Regions from separate parts of the Mus musculus genome. Here region 2 is linked to region 1. Evidence: chromatin contacts called from public Hi-C data. All regions are on one chromosome and are shown on one strand. The core of a region is the stretch at or near the end of the contact, and the rest is flanking DNA. Distances in the headings are between cores, read along the strand shown.

The links. Hi-C and Micro-C count contacts between places; a contact is called where the count stands out from the background.
Region 2: a contact with region 1 is called in a Hi-C map of uterus. The contact joins the promoter of C130026L21Rik here to the enhancer-like site in region 1. A contact is called at or near these places in 5 of 39 promoter capture datasets (the 3T3-L1 cell line, frontonasal cranial neural crest, hippocampal neurons and 2 more), 1 of 15 datasets of contacts at CTCF or cohesin (the NIH/3T3 cell line) and 3 of 484 Hi-C or Micro-C datasets (forebrain neurons and uterus).

Annotation. Positions count from the first base shown.
Region 1 is chr5:111,530,025-111,532,724 of GRCm38.p6, reverse strand. No RefSeq gene overlaps it. Among named protein-coding and RNA genes, the nearest start is that of Gm36223, 22 kb to the right of the region's middle. Within about 2 kb of position 1,419, at least 60 of the 459 cell types and tissues checked have an H3K27ac peak or open chromatin away from gene starts, as enhancers often do. A contact at or near this core is called in uterus, where this site is marked.
Region 2 is chr5:111,580,300-111,582,999 of GRCm38.p6, reverse strand. C130026L21Rik (RIKEN cDNA C130026L21 gene) reads right to left here and starts at 1,439. Exons shown (of 4, transcript NR_015546.2): 1 at 1,130-1,439; 2 at 704-821; 3 at 490-579.

The DNA of each region.
Region 1 (2,700 bases), core at 170-2,669:
CAGACAGGGACATCGAGGCTTGGAGAGGCTGGCACCATAGCCCTGCTCTTCCCCAGGTCCCAGGACAATAAGCTATTTCTGTTCCAAAAGCTGTCCCAGGCCTGGCCGGTGCCGCGCCAAGCCACCATTAATCAGAAATGGCGATACATCATGCTGCCAACAGGCAGGATGGTGGTAGGCGCCTGTGTGTGCCAGGCTCCACTCCAAGCACAGCACAGATTTCACCATCAACCTGTTTTTGCCCTCCAGAACACACAGAGAACAGGGCTGTGCCCATTAGACAGAAGAGATTTGGTCATCACGCTCCTGGGAGACAGACAGAAGACTTGAAGTTCAGCAATCCCCCTGCCTCTGCAAGCCCCATCTATCCTAACACTGTACCCCGTGGCTGTGATCTGAGGATGACAAGATCCGAGACATCCTTGGGCAGCTTCACACTGAGATAGAAATAAACCCAAATGAACTATGAAATGGGGCCATAAATAAAGCCTGGAATTGAATTCTACCCTGAGTTGGCTTGGCTGTAGCCTCCCCTGGGGTCATTGGCCTTCCTGAACCTCAGTTTACCCTTCTGAGAAATTGGAGCCCATCTTCTCACCCTATATGCTCCCCCAAACAACATCATCATCATCAACAACAACAAAACGATTCTCTCTGTGGTCAGATTTGGAATCTGGAGCCCAGAAGACAGGCAAGGCTGGGGTTGAATGAGCACTTAGAAACTGTCCCAGTTCAAAGGACAGTTAAAAGGGCAGAGGGCTCTCTGCCTCCCACACAACTTTTCTCAAGAACGGAAATCAGGAGAGCATGAATCCAGGGTGTGACCTGTAACAGCTGTGCAGCCTTGAGCTAGTAACCAAACCTCTCTGAACCTGCCTCTTCTCAGCCTCAGAGTAGGAGGACAGCCACAACCAGGGTTGTGAGAAGCCAGTAGAGGGTTCCTGTAGGGTTCCTTTGTAAGAAGGCACCAGCAGCTCAGGTGACAGCAAGGACCAAATAAGCATGATCCCCACCGCCCACACCACTTCCTTGCTCACTTGCACAATGGTTGAGCAGAAGCAATCCCACTGTTCCATGTCACCCATAAGTCTGAGAAAGAGCCAATATGGGGGTCGAAGTAGGGTCCCCCGGGACGTGAGGCAAGGGAAAGTGCAGGGCTGATGCTGGCGGACCAATGGAAAGAGGACTAGTGAGCACACACTGAGAAGAAAGGCCAAGTGAAGGAGCCACGCAAGGGAGCGCATGCAGCTGCAGCCCATGTGGGAAGGGAAGCTCTTCCCTGCAAGGCTTGCAGGAGTGAGTGAGCGTTTTTCTCTGCCCGTCCCATTAATCTGTTTGCTGTGTCCTGTTCCCGCCCTCCCACCTCCTGTGCCTGTTCATCCCGGGCTCACTCCCTCTCCTGAGGGCTCCACGGGTCATTAAAACCGAAACAAGTCCGGCTCTGATGGTTAAACCAGATGCCAGGCGCGTCCTGCCGGCCCCTCTCGGGGTCAGACCGTGGGGGGCCTAGGTTCCCAAGGGGGACGGGCCAGACGAGGGGAAACCCAACCCGAGACACATGGAGATCATTTGCCAGAAGAATGGGATCCGTGACCAGCTCCAGCAGAGGGCAAGGAGGGAGAGAGGGGGTAAGGGCATTGGGGCCAGGCCAAACTGGGCGCCACCCTGTGCTGAGACTGGCTCAGCCCAGTGCAGACTCCTTCCCTCCCCCATCTCACCAAACTCGGCCAGGCCTCCAGGCCCTCCGGCCCCCCTGTGTCCTCTCCAGTGTGCCAAGGACTGAAAGAAAGCATTCGCAGCCTCTGACCCCCTGAGCAGCTCGGGCCCTCAACAGATAGCTGATACATAGAAGATGAAAACCAAGGCTCAGAGAGGTCATGTGATTTTCCAAAAGACACACAGCAAATCAGTCAGGATTTTCCCAGAAGGCTCTGGGTAGCGTGTTCACTAAGAAGGGATGGAGTGACCTGGTCACTATTTGACAAACCTTTCACACTGTACCTTCATGCCCCCTGAGATACGTCTCCCGCCCATGGCTGGCCCCCATTTGCTTGTCCATTTCTTTAATAACAGTTGTGTTCAATACAACTCAGGTCCCATACGTTTACCTGCACAAGCTGGATGGTGGTTCTGATACATTGTATCATTTGTTTTAACTTTTGGTAAATTATAACATTTGTCATTTGAAATTCCCCTCACTGTTTAGCCCAGCCTGACCTTAGACTCTCAGCAATCCTCCTGACTCAGCCTTTACATCTGATAGTTTTGAGCTTATTTGGTGACATCTGAGTGGCACCAATTCATTCCTGACAGCACCCAGCTCTCACCTTCAAGTGTCTCACACTAGTCTCCTGCCTCCCATGTACCAAGTTCTGATTCTCTTTTTCCCTCTGTGGTTGCTTCAGGCTCCACTTTCTTGTCCATGAACCTGCAGCCGATGGGTACCAAGTAACTGAACCTTCCAACTGTCACGACCATTTGCAACCTTGTTACCCCTCTGGAGGGAAACCATGAGGTCATAGGATGAATCTATAATGGGTGTCCTCACCATCCCTGAACCATAGCTCAGCCTGCACAAGGTGGTGGGGAACCAGCCCCCATCATCTCTTGCTTGGACACCTCACTGCCCCACTGCCTCTGCCTCAGCTCTTCCACTGGCTCATCCCAGCCACCAGTGACCCCTGCCTAGACCCACATTGC
Region 2 (2,700 bases), core at 190-2,689, 50 kb before region 1:
CGCCAGAAACCTGTAAACTCAGTCCAAGCATCATTCACAGGAGGTAGGAGATGCAAGAGCATGAGTTAGTTTTTTGGTTTTTGTTTTGTTTTGTTTTTTGAGAGAGAGAGAGAGATCTGTATGACTGACTTTGACGTTTCTGCCTCTGGCAGCCATTTATTGTCTTGTGAGGTAGACAATCGTCCAACTGTCAACAAACACACATCATCAACATCACAGCTACACATCATCATCTTCGCTGCACGTGCCAGAATTCCCATGGAGAGGCTGGGAGCTCCCCCAGCTCTGAGTACCCACCACACAGGGGCAGACAATCCTCCAGTGTCCCAGATAGAGAATCTGGTGAGCTGAATGACTGGCCCCATGAGAAACTGAGACAGAAGGAAGAATCTAGAGCCTGTGGGAAGCCAGTGGGGCAAGCCACTGTTTTTTGTCCAGAGCCTCAGTTTTCCCTCTGTAGAATGGGTGTCCACCCTGATCCTGTCTTACCGAATATGATGTCCTGGTGCCATTTCCAGTAGCCCTCCTCTGGTGTCACTGCAGCTCCCTGAAGATCCTATGGGGGAACCAAATTTCTGCCTATTGGACACAGAGTAAGGCAGATAGACACAAGATACGGTTGACTTGTGAGGCCAGATATCAGAAGAACCATCCCAGCCTCTGCCTCCCTCTTCTGGGTAGCTGCAGCCACTTCAGGACCCACCAGAGACGGATGCAGAGGCCTCCACCCACAGAAACTGCACGAGCTAATACCGAGTTATCGCTGCTTCCCGGTAACGAGTCTCAAGTCTCGGGGCTGTTTGTTTCACAGTTACAGACAGCTGACACACAGAGAGAAATGGATAGAAACACACCAAAATACGATCATCAATCCTTGGTATTTACTGTTCCTGGGTGCCAGCCAGACTCTGCTCATGATTTCTGCTCATTCCCTGGGTACACACCAACATAGAGTTGCTTCACAGATGAGCAAAGTGTGCCCAGAAACAGGGAGCTACTTGCCCAAGGGCACACAGCCTGATAGGGATGTTAGCAGGTCTATCAGTCTCTGAATTGCAGCACACTCTGCATTCCAAGCGAGGATATGGACTCCCCGCCACCACCACCCCCGCCCCCGCATTAGTGTTACCTTCTAATGGGGTGTTTTTCCCTGTGGGGAAGACATAAATGTCCGTGTGTCGGCAATCCTTCGGGGCAAGTCAGCAGAGACCTCAGCATCAGGGACTTCTCGGATGGTAGCAGGGAGCCACGTGCTGGAGAAAAGCCCAGACCCTGGAGGGAATCTCAGGAACTTAGCAAGGATGGCTGGGCTGCTGTCTGCCGGAGCCGCAGGGGTTAAAGAGAAAGGCTGGTTTGAAGAAATTCTCTAAGCTGGTGTTAGATCAGGAGGAGAAGGCAAAACGCTTGTAAATTCCACCCGGGGAATTGGGCCCCGAATCGGCTCACCTTTCGTGGACACCCCCGCAGCCCCCGCCCCGCCTGAGAGGACAGCTGACCTTTGGAGGGAAATAATGAAAAGAAGAAATTCCTTGGAGAAAATAATGTGTCCGGGCCTCAGTAATGAGATCGGCTCCTTTCATGTTGCCATGGCGACGGCAGTCATCTTATAATACAAACCCATGAATGGTCCGGGCGGGCAGCCTCACAGCCGAGGGGCCAGGGAGGGGGTTAGCCTCTTGCAGGCTGGGGTCAGGGGCCACCGGGCCTCATTTCCCCGAGATGCAGCCTGGCTCCGGGGTCTCCGGGGCTGGGGGCTTGGGCCTAGCTGACAGTTGCACCACAGCCCTGGGTTCACGGGAACTTTGCAGCCTGATGCTGGCGGCACCTTCTTGGCTAAGCAGCCGCTGCAACCCACATGCGGGGTTACTCTGCAGCTGCTGCCTAAGGGAGACACGGGAGCTTCACTGTCAGATCAGGAAACTGAGGCACAGGTCGCAAAATGAGCTCCTCCTGGTTCAGTTCTTAGGCCACAGCTATGTGTGGTCCAGACCACTGTTGGGCCGGGACCTCTCGGCAGCAGGGAAGTGGTTAGAGGCTGAAAAGATGCTCCTCTCAGACTGACAGGACTATGGAGGACCACCTGTGTGTGAAAACACACTGGGCTGGGCTAGCCTGGTGGCAGAGCACCATGTGACACTCATAAAACCCTGGGTTCCATCGCCCAGAGCCTCCCTATGATTGACATCTGACAAGTTACAGCTGCCGTTTGTCAGTGGAATGGGGCTGGAGAGCTCAGTGGTCACATAGATTTTTTTTTTTCTTGCAAGCATGAGAAGGCAGAATGGATGCCCAGAACCCAGGCAGGACCCAACGCAAGAACAAGGATTTGCCAGCCCAGGGATCTTGCCCAGTGATGGGAGGCAGAGACAGGAGGGTCCCTGGAAGTTCTATGGCCAGCTAGCTAGAGTACACACAGCACATAAGAGGACCTGTTAAAATAAGGTTGAGGGTGAGGATTGAGACCTGAGGTTGTCCACTGATCTCCACACCTATGCCACAGCACACTTACACACGTGAACACACACATCACACTCATATACATACATACATACATACATACATACATACATGTACGCAAATGTTTAAAGTGTGTGCATGTATGTAACAGCAGGAAGGATGGTGCACAGGGAAAAGTCTCTGTTAGAACTAAACCAAAGTACAGTGTAAGCCTCAGCAGCGTGGTGCCCACACCCCTGCGCT